Linked DNA regions of Mus musculus: region 2 is linked to region 1. A link is a contact called in public promoter capture Hi-C data. All regions are on one chromosome and are shown on one strand. The core of a region is the stretch at or near the end of the contact, and the rest is flanking DNA. Distances in the headings are between cores, read along the strand shown. Region 1 holds the start of Zfp467 (zinc finger protein 467). Region 2 holds the start of Rarres2 (retinoic acid receptor responder (tazarotene induced) 2).

What was found. Capture Hi-C pulls out chosen DNA fragments and counts their contacts.
Region 2: a promoter capture Hi-C map of adipose tissue shows a contact between it and region 1. The contact joins the promoter of Rarres2 here to the promoter of Zfp467 in region 1. A contact is called at or near these places in 3 of 39 promoter capture datasets (cranial neural crest, embryonic stem cells and liver), 2 of 484 Hi-C or Micro-C datasets (liver and pancreatic cancer cells), 1 of 115 datasets of contacts at active chromatin or transcription factors (craniofacial prominence) and 3 of 9 other capture datasets (adipose tissue, liver and pancreatic islet).

What each region holds. Positions count from the first base shown.
Region 1 is chr6:48,443,591-48,447,272 of GRCm38.p6, forward strand. It overlaps Zfp467 (zinc finger protein 467), which reads right to left and starts at 2,235. Exons shown (of 5, transcript NM_020589.2): 1 at 1,763-2,235. It also overlaps a transcript of Sspo not described here.
Region 2 is chr6:48,571,446-48,574,992 of GRCm38.p6, forward strand. Rarres2 (retinoic acid receptor responder (tazarotene induced) 2) reads right to left here and starts at 1,357. Exons shown (of 6, transcript NM_027852.3): 1 at 1,149-1,357; 2 at 643-845; 3 at 338-442. The coding sequence starts at 822.

The DNA of each region.
Region 1 (3,682 bases), core at 985-3,484:
GAGGCCTCTGAAGATGAATACCCAATCACATGGAGCCTCCTGCAAACTCTGCTTGGCAATGGATATCAGCCCTGGTCCCCACCTGTCAAGTCTTCAAAACCGTCCCCAAACCATCAGCAGTCACTCACCACCCACTGTGTCTTTGCCAGGGTAAGTACAGGGACCACTTAATTCTCTGGACCAAGATGGGGAGAGGGAAGCTACACGTGGACCCTTCAGCCCCTAGGGCAGTAGCTAGTGAAATGAGAGCCAGCCCTGGAGGACCAGTAACACTTTAGGGATACGGGGGTGGGAGGAGGTGAACAAGGGCTATTGCAGAGGTAGTAAATGACTCTGACTTCCTCTCCCTAAACCCCTACCTCAAAGACTCACAACCCCCATAGGACTAACCGGGCGAGAACAACCCCCACACCAGGCCAGGACACTCCCCGATTTTTGCACTTCTCAGCTCCACTTCCAACCGGTTCTCTGCCCCTCCTTTAGCAGGCTCCCCTCCCCCTTCCCTGGCAGCCTTCCCTCTGCCCCTCCCCTCTCGCTGCCTTCCGCCCTCTCTCCCCACCAAATCTGGCAGCCTTTTGGGGCTCCTCCTCTTGCCCCGCCCCTTTGGCTCCTCCCTTGCGCGCACCCGTCGGGTCAACCCCCAGGGGCCCCCTTCGAGTCGGCCCTCAGCAGCTACGGCCTCTCCCGACCCTCCTCTACCAGCAGTCTTGGGCAGCGCTCCCCTCCCCCTTCCTCCTGTGCCCGCCCGCCTAGTTCTCCGCACGCCACCCCCTCCCCAGGCTGCACACTCCCTCCCTTCCTTCCCCCTCCTCTTTTCCTTCCTCCCCCCCCCCACTCCCGCCCTCCCCTTCTCAGCTGCTCTCCCCCATCCGCTTGCCCCTCCCCTCTCCTCCCCCACTCGGGTTTCTTTTCCTTCTTTCCTCTCCTCAGTTCCCTCCCCCTCCCCCACACCAGCCTCCCCTCTGCTTCCCTCCCTCCCGCTGCTCTCCTTCCCCCCTCAGCGGCCCCCGCCTCCCTTCCCCCTCTGCCTACCCTGCAAGCTCCGGCTCCGCTTCTCTCCCCTCCCGGTCCCCAGCCTTGTTCTTCCCCTCCCCCTCCTAGTCCGCTCCCTAGCTTCCAGGTCTCACGCCCCCCATCTTGGGGGGGGGAATCCAAGCTAACCCCACATTCTCTGGACCTACTCCCTCGTTCTGCCCCTCCCCATACCCCTTTCTTCCCAACACACCTCCCTCTCAGCAGCCCCCTTGCCCATTTCTGCTCCCCACTGACTTCACGCCCTCTCCGGAGTTTTCCTTCTGACTAGACTCCCCCCAATCCCCGCCCCTGTTAGAGCTCCGGAGTCACTCCGGGTCCCGGCCCCCTGCCCTGCTCTAGGCTCACCTGTCAGCGTCCTTCGCTCCCGACCAGCCCCATCCCTGAGCCCGTTTCCTGCCCTTTCGCACTGGACCCTTCCTCTATCCCGAGGAACCCTACTCCCGCTCCTGGGGATCCTCCCCGCAGGCCCCTCCCGCCCTCTTCCCACCTGCTCCCACCGGGCCTCCCCGAGTCCTTGCCCTCCCCTCCAGTTTCCTAGTCTCCCCATCTGCGCCAGGACCCTCCCTCCTGACTCCCTTCCCTCCTGGTCTGACCCCCCCCCTCCCCCACACTCGCGTCTGCGCGCCCCTTCCCTCGGGGTTGTCACCTGCCGTGGGTCGGCAGGGCTTGTAAAGCTCCGTTTGGGTGGCGGGGGAGACGCCTGCCCGGGAGTCTCGGGTGTCCTTACCTGGCGGGCTCCTGCGGCTACGTGCCGCGGCCCGCTTCGGGGACCCAGGCGCTCGGGCCTCCGGTCCCGGGCGGCCGTTTGCACAATGGCGCCGGCTGCCTGCAGCTTGGGTGCGGGCTGCCCGAAAGACTCCGGGACTGACAGCCCTGAAACTTCGCGGGGAGGGGAAGGAAAGACGCGGAGGGAGAGGGTGTGGGGCAGCGTTGCGGGTGATCGGGGGGAGGAACCCGGGAAGCGGGAACACTGCTCCGGGGCACAGGCTAAAGCGGAGGGTCTTCGAGAGACCTGCCGCGGGAGGGTGCACTAATGGGCTTGGGTGCAGGTGACGGTCTGAGGGCAAGATGCCCGGAGTGTGGAGATGGAAAGTGGGAGCTTAGGACCGAGGAAGGGCAGAGGGGAGAGGAAGGAGAAGAAGAGGCTAGAAGGAAGGGCACTCGGGCTAGAAGGGAGGGTGCTCACAGCCTAGGAGGGAGGAGCTGGAGAAAGGTGGAGCGCGGAACGGGGTGGTGGTGGTAGTAGTGAAGAGTTGGGGGGAGTAGGGAGAGGAGGGGGCGTGTTTGGGGAGGAGAGCAATGTGTGTATGGCTGTCTTTAAAATCGCCAGTGGCAGCCGAGTAAGTGGTAGCGCCGCGGTCCCGCGGGAGACTGTCTGGCCAGCAGAGATTGGGAGAATCGGTCAAAAAACTCTCCACCAGGATCCACCCAGACCGGAGGACGCGATCCAAGTCTCACCGCGGAGACTGAGGATTAAGAACCAATCTAAGAGGGCAGAGAGAGGGCTCTCAAAGTAGAAAATGGGGAAAAAGGAACCAAGTCCCCGACTGAGACCGCTGGACAGGCATGGAAACTGCAGGGGGTGAGGTGGGGCGGGGCTGGGCGGGGGCGGGGGAGTGTTGTCCGTGGGTAAGAAAACCTCCTGGCGTTAGGTGTGGATCTCTCCCCAGACTTCCACCATTTCTGCTCATGGGTGCAGGTACTCCTAAGCCATCCCCCTCTGCTCTTCAGACACCCTCACCCAGCCCTGGAATTAAAATCTAGGCTGGATATTCCATGCCCTGTGATTTTTCTTCAAACTCCCATGGGCTCCCATTTCCGCCTGCCTGCCCCTGTAGGGAAAAGGGCAGATCCAAGTTACATTTCTCCCCAGTCCAAGCTTCCCTTGTCAGCCAAGTTGCAGAACAGAGCTGCTGGGAGAGAGTCTGGGAAGAGGAGGCCATTAAATGGCCCTCTTGGATAGGACACGGTCCCTGACAATGGCACCCTGACACAAGGATAGTGACACCTGTGGAATCAGGGCAGTGACCCAAGGCTAGCCTTATAAGATGGAGCAGGGATGTCCTCAACATTTACAGATAGTTAGAGTGAAATCTGGAGCAATGGAGACCGACCTGAAGGATCAGGAGGTCCTGTGACTCAAGATGCAAAAGGCTCTTTTAATAACTGGCTGCTTCACTGAGTAAAGATGGCTAGGAGCAGAGTTTGTGTCCCTCTCTGTGTGCAAGAATGGGCTTTGAGAACTGCAGTCCACGTATGTAGGATATGCAGGAACAGTGGCCAGGTGAGAATGTTAGAGAAGTTAGAAGGACACTGTGCCCAGAATAGATGCTGACCCTTCCCCAGGACTGCTCAACTCCCAGGCACCAACCCTAGATATCTGGAAGCAACTGGGGAAACTCATACTGGCCCTATTTTGGTCCCAGGCCCAATAGTAGGCCCAGAGGAAGGAACCCCCAGGCCAGGTGGGGTGCACCAGGTGGGGTGACCATGCAGGATGCCCAGTGGGACCTCATTTCATTATGAAATAGAAGGATTCAGAGTTTCCGGTCCAGCCGCATTCCAGCCCAGTGGCCTTGGAGGCCTACTGGTGACCAGGATGTAACCAGGATTTGCCTGTGGAGCCTGCAGCTGCCTCCTCTAAACC
Region 2 (3,547 bases), core at 107-2,606, 130 kb after region 1:
ACAAGGACCTTCAGTGAACCCACAAAACTGTCAGAGAACAAGAACTTTAACTCAAAAGTGCCGCACCACCAGCCCGAGGTCAGTCCATAGCAGTAGTGTCACCCTAGGGTGACTGATTACTGTGAAACCCTTCAGTGAACTGTGTGTATCGTGGCCAGAATACAGGATAAACTCCATAGAGAAGTTTCTTTAGGAGGACCCACTCTGATGGAGAAATTTCTCTCTTCCCTTCACCCTCCCCTCCTTGCAGACAGTCCCTGGTGATGGGCACAGCGCTTCCCTGGACTCTGGTTCCTTTCCTGGCAGCCTGTCCCATCAGCAAGAACCCCTTACTCACCCCGTTTGGTTTGATTGTGCACTCCGGCTTTTTCCAGTCCTTCTTGGGGCAGTTGGTCTGCTGGAGCTTAAATTCCAACCTCACAAAGGTGCCAGCTGAGAAGAGCTACAGACAGACAGACAGACAGACAGGGCAAGCAGATAATTCCTGCATGTTACTCCTTTTCTTTTCCCCAACACCTTAACTTAGAACTGGCACAGCCTAGGAGGGTGGCAGGCTGGGGACCTTTCCCAGTACAGCTTTCTGGGAATTCACTGGTCTCCAGGGCTGCAGCTCTCCACTCTCTACCCAATCACACCACTAACCACTTCTTCAGCTCTGTCCACACCGATCTCTTGGAAGGCCAACTGCACAGGTGGGTGTTTGTGGAACTCCTCCAGAGCCACCTGTAGGCTCCTGCGCTGGGTCTCGCTGAGTTCGGGCTCTGTCCCACGTGTGCCCACTGTGCCCAGCCATAGGGCTAGGGAGATCAGCAAGCACTTCATGGCTTCACCTCAGTCCTATGGTTCTGCAAAGATGGTGTGTGGGCTTTAGTTCTTGGAGCTGTGGTGGTGGTGGCCTGACCTACTCCTAGGGACAGAAGTGCCCCTTTCTGAAGTACCCCTTCCATTGGTATCCAACTAGCCCTTCCCATTCTGCAAGGCCTTGTTTCCAAAGAAACTTTGGGGCCAACAAAGTTTTAGAGTTCCCTGCCAACAGCCCCGGGAAGTAATCCTGCTGGTTATGTCCACTATAGCCTTTTTTCTGAGCCATTTTCTCCTCCTTTTGGGTCTTCCCTCCATATCCAAAATCCCCAGCCTCTTTCTGGTACCTTGAAAATGATCAGGTTTGTTGCTTTAGCGAGGCCTTTTTCTGTGTGGTCCCTGGAACAGCTCCCTGGCAGTTGTTCCCTCTCACCCTCTCATCTCCCTTTTCTCCTCTCTCTTGGTCCCCAAAGCCCCGCCTTTTCCCACTGACCCTTCTCCCAGAGTCCGGAGTTTTGGAGTTTTCTGTTTCCCAAAGTTCCCTGACCTTCCTCTTGCATTGAGCCAAAGGAGGGGGAGGGGGAGGGGGAGGGCCTGGAGCACCAAATGAGACTGCAGGCTGAATATTTTTCAGAAGACGTAAACGTGGGAGGACTGAGCAGATCCAGAGCGGGTGGGAACTGCAAGATGCTTAACCCTCCTCACACCAGGCTGCAGCTGCCATCAAGACAACTGTCCCCAGCAGTGGGTGTTTCTCCATCCCAGTCCCAACCCAGTCTTTCCTTTGCCTTTCCTTTGTCATCTCTCAACACATGACTGCCAACACTTGAGGGAGCCGTTTTTTGACAGATCCCCGCTTGACCAGGTGATCTTCCACTAGAAAGTGACAGTTGGGGAAACTGAGGCTCCTTCAGTACCAAGGTAGCAGCAGGTCTGTTGCTTCAGTTTGTCCTGTGTGTCCAGTGAGAGAGCTCCTGTGTCACTGACTGCTGCCTTCATCTGCCTACCAGACATCTATCATGTCTTTCCTGATGTCTCGGGTTTGTTCACAGCCACGTAGGCCTGGCTTTGACTGGCTGGCATCAGTCTTTTCCTTGCAGAGGCTTCAAGCAGACCCTCCCTTCTATGGACCCGTCACAACTCTCAGGCCTCCATGTATAGGCTTGCTGGGCTGGACGTGTTTCCTTAGCTGTCGTCCCGTCCACCTAGCACCTTCCGCCCGACCAGCCTACCTGACCCCTGACCCCGGCTCATTTCCCCAGCTCAGTCTCTCAGGACTTGAGCAAGTGCAGAAGCCTGATGTCACTGCTTCCTGTCTGAGGAGCTGAAAGCTTCCAGATCTCTGCTGGCCAGGTGGACCTTTTCCCTGAGGGGTGAAGGACTACGTGCTCTCTGAAGAACTTCCTTTTTGAAATGTATTTTTTAATTCTGAGTATTTATTGCCACTAAAGATAGTTTAATTTCAGTCAAAAACAACATTAAATGAATAAGCTGAAAAAAAATAAGGCCATGTTATATTAGGTTAGAAAACTAACATGGAACATAATGATTTTTAGATCTTGAAAGGGTGCTTTGAAGGTCCTACAGTCCTCCTTGTACTTTATTTTCCACTAAATTATTATTATTTATTAATTTATTATTTCATATTTTTCATTAATTCATTCACTTTACATCCCGGTTGCAGCTCCCCTCCTCACAAGCCCCTTCTCCCACTAAGTCCCTCCCCTTCTCCGCAGAGAAGGGGACTGAAGAACTTTCTTTTACAGCCTCAGTTGCCCAGGGCTGCCTTTTCTTATGCCTTTCCTGGGTGAGGAAAATCCCTAGCTGAGACTCTCCTGTCAGCAAACTCCCTCCAGAAATGCATTCTTGTTGCCCGGCCTTGTTGGCTCCATATGCTGCTTTTCTGAGCCATTCCTGAGGTCCGCATCCTAAGTGAGATGACTCCTGGTCTTCCATAGGCTTTTTGAGTATTAGGAGCCTGTGGCTGAGACAGAATGGGCTTCTGAAACCCATAAGGGGAGGCAGAGAAATGTGTCCAAATGTTGTCTCAACTTCTGGGTACCTTGAGAAAAATGGGGAAAACCTGGACGCCTGCATATCATTAATAGTCCCTGTCATTTCCTGGGATTGTTATCAGAGACCTTAGGGTCAAAGTGTGGTGTCTGGCAGGCCCAGTAAGCTAGCCTCTTGAAGTAAGCTGTAAGTCCCTAGTTACAGAGAACAATAATAGGGGAAAGCAGAAAAAGATTTACTCAAATGTGGCCATATTGGTAAGATGACAAAGGGCTACAGTAACCCCAGAGTCTGTCATTCAGGCAATGGCATGAAGTTTAGAATATTTTTTTAAAGTATTCTGTTATTTTTGTGTATGAATGTTTTGCCTGCACGCATGTCTCTGTATTACATGTGCACGTGGCCTATTGTCCACAGAGGCCAGATGAGAGCATCAGATCAACTGGATCTGCAGTTACAGAAGGTTGTGAGCCACCACGCTGGGAATCAAACCTCGGTCCTCTGGACGAGTATCCAGTACGCTTAACCACTGGGCATCCTTCAGCCTCCGAGGTTCAGGTTTAAGCAGGCTGCAATGAGTGCGACTGTGGTCAACTTACTCAACACAGAGCCTTCAGTGCCTCCCCTAGTCCTCTTGGAAGGTGGTTTGACTAGTCGCCAGGACTGTATGAGATATTTCTGATACATAAGTTTGACCTGACTAGCCCTAGGCTCCAGCCTTTTCATTGTTTCA